2 separate regions of the Zea mays genome follow, and region 2 is linked to region 1. The links are chromatin contacts, called in public Hi-C maps. All regions are on one chromosome and are shown on one strand. Each heading gives the region's core, a stretch centred on a gene start, on an enhancer-like site or on the middle of the called end of the contact. The rest is flanking DNA. Distances are from core to core; before and after follow the strand shown. Region 1 holds the start of LOC100383586 (putative DUF231 domain containing family protein). Region 2 holds the start of LOC103640745 (DDT domain-containing protein PTM).

Region 1 (2,644 bases), core at 44-2,543:
TATAAGAGGACCAAAATACTCTTAAGCATTTTCTCGCTATTAGTGAAACTGAAATAAAGGAGGGGTAAAAGGTAGGATTTATATGATTTAGTCCATTTTAGTCACCACTTAGGGGACTAGAGAGTATAGACTAAAATAGATTAGTCTCTATTTTAGTTCTACCGTTTGATAATTTAGAGACTAAGGGCCTAAAACAAAGGCAAATAGAACCACAATGAGTAGTAGAGTACTTTCCTTTTTTTTCTCGTTTCGTTTCTTCGTTGGAGTGCTCTTTTTGGAAGAGAATGAAAAATGAGACGACTGGCCTCGCATTGCCGGCACGGCCGCATTCATAGCCCACCCACACGGCCATACCCACTGCCGATGGCGAAAAGAAAGAGAAAGGGTCGTTGTCCATCCCCACTCGCAACGGAAAGGCAACTGGTAAGTGCAGGCACCACCACTAATAAACCACGACGACCACCGTGGCTCAGCAACGGCGGTGCAGCACTGAGCACTTGAGCAGGGATCCCAGGGGATCTCCGATCACATTCCGGCCGTCGCCATCAGTGGCGCATGAGGCGCCAGCGTACGCCTGGACGAGACGGCATCGTCGTGGCAGCAGCGCGCGATCGGGTCGGTGGTTTGCTTTGCTTTGCTTTGCTTGGCTTGCGTACTACTCGATCCGATCCTAACCTTCTCATCATTCCTTTCTTGCCTTGCACCCGTTTTTTTGCTTCTTTGTTATCGCGCAATCATCTTCCCAGTTCGTCATTCGTTACTTGCCTCCCCCCAAACCACATAACTCATATAACTAACTAACTAACTAACTAACTAATCGAACTTGCATTGGTGATGTAGTATCTCACAAGTCACCACCGACTGAAACACACCCTTGTCGTTGTTTAAATTTTATACATCTCGTTCTCTACTATATTTAAGTGTGAGTTTTATCGTGCGTAGAACTAGAAATTGAACTCACGTCGCTAAGATTGCAGCCGAACCCCTTAATCACCGAGACACATGTCTATTTCTGCCATACTCTTTTTGTTCTTTTTTATTTGTCACCGTTTCGTTAAAAAATAAACTAGTAAACGACAAATATTTACGATATTACAGACATGTATATGCTGTTAATTGAAAAATAAAAACATAACCATGTCTAAATAAATATGTTATTTAAATAAATTAAACTATACAAATATTCGAGCAACTATTACCGAAGGAAGCGAAGCAGCAAGTCAGCAACCGTTTCGCTTGCCCCACTTCTTCCAATCATAAATCCTGGCGGCCACCGTCTACTTCCCCGCAGCAGTCCGTACCGGCAGGTCCCGGTCCCGGTCCCGGTCATTGCAAGTTTGCAACACGGTCCCGCACCGCTCTCCTATCGTCTCGTCTCCTCGGACCACCCAGTGGGCACGGCACGCCAGTTGCCGACGCGCCTCCTGCCACGGGCGCTCCCGCGGGATTTCAGTTACCGGCCGCTTCGTCCCCGGAGCCAGGCAGGCAGGCAGGCGGCGGCAATGCTGCTGGGCTCGCCCGTGAAGCGCCTGCTGCGGCGGGCGGCCAAGCGGCGGCTGGAGAAGGCCGAGCTGGCGTGGCTGGCCGCCGCGGCGCTGCTGCTGCTGCTGCTCCTCCTCCTCGGCGCCGCCTCGCTCCGCTGCTCGGCCGCCGCGCTGGTGGCCGCGCACGGGAGGCTGTGGGCCGGCGGGGTCTCCATCGCGGCATCGGCGGACGCGGACGCGGACCACCGGCCCGTCTCCGCGCCTCGTGCTGCGGCGGCGGGGAGTGGTGGCGGCGGTGAGGCCGCCGCCGCCGCCGACGACGAGGAGGAGGAGGAGTGCGACCTGTTCGACGGGGAGTGGGTCTGGGCCGGCGCCGGCGCCGGCGGCGGGTACCCGCTCTACCACTCCAGCGACTGCCCGTTCCTCGACGTCGGCTTCCGCTGCGCCGAGAACGGCCGACCCGACGCGTCCTACACCAAGTGGCGCTGGCAGCCGTCGCGCTGCCATCTCCCCCGGTTCGTTTCCTCGCTTCGATTCTCCCCTGCTGCCTTCCTCTCCTCACCTCACCTCAGCCGTCCCGTGCCCCGCCATCTCCAGGATCTGGAGATTTCTGGTTTGCTAACCTTGTCAGAGCGAAAGAAGCGTGCGCGGGCGTACTACTATCTATCTATCTCCGTGCATTTTTTTTAATTTTTGGTCGGTTGGTTGAATCTCGAACCGGTCTAGATTTGGCGCTGCTACTTCCGACTTCCAACGTCCCGAGCTGTGTTTGTTCGATCTTGGACTGGTCTAAATTTGACACTACTGCTCCAGACTTTTTCGACGTCTAAGAAACAAGTCCTAGACAATGACGCTTTGTGCTTTAATGCGCGTTGTGGAACTTAAATTAGATGATTAGGACGCTCTAGTCTAGACCACCACCTCGCGTTGGGACTCCTAGGCGTCGGGTTTCCAATCTTGCTACCCAGCGTGCCATGCTGTTTCCATCTTGCAACCTGCGGTGGGAGGGTGGTCTCTTCATGCTCTTCCGTGACCAGTCATTGTTCCGTATAACCCATATTTGTGGGTTCTGATGGCACAGCAGTTTGTTGCTTATGTACCTTAGTGCTAGCAAATGAACCCAAAATCTAACGCCAAATCTACAACTGTACTACTGCATT
Region 2 (2,644 bases), core at 77-2,576, 180 kb after region 1:
TCCAATTCAGCAATCTCAAACACCGTGTAGTCCATTGTGCCAATGCCTGCTTGCAAGAGCAAAGAACGACGTGCCGTGCTTGGGCTGTAGCCTCGGCCTGTAGTGTTGGCCCGACCCGACACGATTAGTTTTTTATTTTACAAAAAACATATATAATATACATATATACAATTTATATTCAATATTAAAAACATCTTAGCTGATATTCTACTGGTTAGACAGTTTCACCCAATGTCTCCCGCCCTTCTTCCATCAGGGCATGGGTTCGACGGGCTAACGGTCTGGTCCGACACAGTTAGCAGGCCGGCATGACGTGCCTGTGCCATAGTTGTGGCCCGTATGCATCTAGCCCGTGTCGGACGTCGTTTGACATCTATAGACGTGCAGCGGATTAATTTGAAATAGCTGTGAGGGGTTATTTGTAAAAAAAATGACGCATGACAACCGTTGAAACTGGTGTTTTAAGTATAGTATAGATATAGATGTAGATGACATGTATGTTGCTATAGAGAGTGTTCTATCTACACCGTTGTGGCTACTATAAAAGCAACTCCAGTAGTTCTTAAATGAATATCTAAACTAATAATTTAGATAGTTAGCATAAAAATACTACCCAACAGCTCTCTAAATTAACTTCATAAATTTAGTGACTTATTATCTAACCAATAGCTAGAAGCACCCAGGGCCACGGGGGTGCACAAAGCATACGGGAAGGAGGAGCACACACCGCCGCGAGCAGGAGCAAGCCAAGAAGCGAGTGCTACGCCTATCGCCTACGCGGCAACGCCGCACGCACAGCACAGGCGGCACTTTGGCGCGAGCGAACCCACAACCGTTGCACTGCCCTACCGGTACCTTCCCTACCTCAGCAAGCAGCTCCCTCCACTCCACCGGTTTTGAATTTGAAAAACTGGCAGCAGCCTCCCTCCATCGCGGGCTCGCGGCCGTCGGACTAGCGCAGCACCGCAGCCGTCGTCGTGCCGTGCTGGAATGGACTCGTGGTGGTGGTGGAACGCGAACGCGCCAAGCTGACCCGGTTCAGCCAGGTCGCGGTGGACACGACGAGGGCTGCACATCGCACCGGGTCCGCCGCCCGCCGCCCGCTAAACCATCCGCAGTGTACATGTACTGTCGCGGGATCCCCTCCCTCCACGAGTGGATCAGGTGCCACTCTCGACTCGGGCACAGATCCGAGCCCAGAACGCAGGATCCGACAAGGCGGCACGAACCGGAGTGACGCGAGCCAGGCAGGTCCGCTGGTGCGTGCGAGTCGGTTCGGTTGTGCGGCTCGGCCCGGGCCGGGGCTCGGGCCCGTGTTCCAGTTCCAGTTCCCTTTTCCCTTCCCCTCCCTTCTTCACCCATCATCTCCGCCTCTTCCGTTCCCACCTCACTCCTCGCCGCGCGCCGCCTCGCTCCCCACCGCCGCGCCGCAGTAGGGTTCGCAAGCCCGCAGCAGAGCGCGTACCGCACCCTGCCCCCCCCCCCCCCCCCCCGCTCTGTCCACCCCACGCCGGCCTCTCGCTGCCGCTCGCCGCACCGCACGAGAGGCGAGATCGGCGGCTCCCAGATTCGTACCCGGGCCACAGTCCCTCCTCGCCCTGCGTGTCGGCGCCGCCTCCACACGCCCGCGCTTCACCAGCCCCGACGGAATCTCTCCCGGAGGCGCGCGATTCGCCGCGGGGATGGTACGGTAGGGCCGCAGTCGCTAGGGTTTCCGCGCCCGGTGCCGCCATGGACGCCGAGCCCCGCCGGGAGGGTTCCGATCGGGCGCCCGCCGCCGACTCCTCCGCGGCGCCGGACGGTGACGAGGCGATGGCCCGTGGCGTCGCTGCTGCGGAGAAGCCTACAGCGGCCAGTGAGGCGGGGGCTGGTGGAGACGTCGCGGCGGCGGAGCGTGGGCGTGACGGGGAGACGCCGGCTGGAGATCCGGGGGTGGTGGCTGACGAAGGCGGTGCTGTGGGCGACCAGTGTCCTGCGGCGCCTCAAGCGAGCGAGGTGGACGAGGGTGGCGCCGCGGGCAAGGAGCGGTCTGATGGTGGTCTGGCGAATGGGGCAGTTGAGGGCAGCAGCATTGCGGGGGAAGTGCCAGATGTGGCTCCTGTGGTATCTGAAGCACGGATGGACGAGGACGGGGGTTGCTCCACAGGCAATGAGTACTCTGAAATGAAGATGGAGGTGGATGGCGGCTGCGTAGCAGAACGAGAGGGCGATGGTCAGGAACAGGAACAAGAGTGCACTGCAGCTGCTGTGGAAAGCGAGGTTAAGACGGGGGAAGGTGACGGCGGAGTGGTGAATCAAGGGACTACGGCACATGCTGGGGGTCTTCAGGTTAAAGAGGAGGTGGGGGAAGGCTTGGTGGGCCGCTACATTGGACGTAGCGCTCCAGGGCGCACGAGGATTCTTATTGGGAAGGTTGTGTCCTATGATAGCACAGCTGGGGTCTACAGCCTGGTGTTTGAGGACGGACACGCTGAGGAGCTGGGGCTTCCTCAGCTCCAGGAGCTTCTCATGTCGGATGATAATGGTGCATTAGGCATGAAGGTGAGCTGCCGGAAGAGGAAGCTAGACTTGCTGGTTTCATCAGGGAGCGCCTTGGAGGTCAAAGAGCCACCAAGTACTAGGCAGAGGGTTGATGGATGCGAGA

What was found. Hi-C and Micro-C count contacts between places; a contact is called where the count stands out from the background.
Region 2: a Hi-C map of ear shows a contact between it and region 1, with 4 times the contacts expected there. The contact joins the promoter of LOC103640745 here to the promoter of LOC100383586 in region 1. A contact is called at or near these places in 5 of 25 Hi-C or Micro-C datasets (ear, leaf and tassel).

The regions. Positions count from the first base shown.
Region 1 is chr10:4,222,002-4,224,645 of Zm-B73-REFERENCE-NAM-5.0, forward strand. LOC100383586 (putative DUF231 domain containing family protein) reads left to right here and starts at 1,294. Exons shown (of 4, transcript NM_001176234.1): 1 at 1,294-1,999. The coding sequence starts at 1,503.
Region 2 is chr10:4,403,756-4,406,399 of Zm-B73-REFERENCE-NAM-5.0, forward strand. LOC103640745 (DDT domain-containing protein PTM) reads left to right here and starts at 1,327. Exons shown (of 10, transcript XM_008664234.3): 1 at 1,327-2,644. The coding sequence starts at 1,732.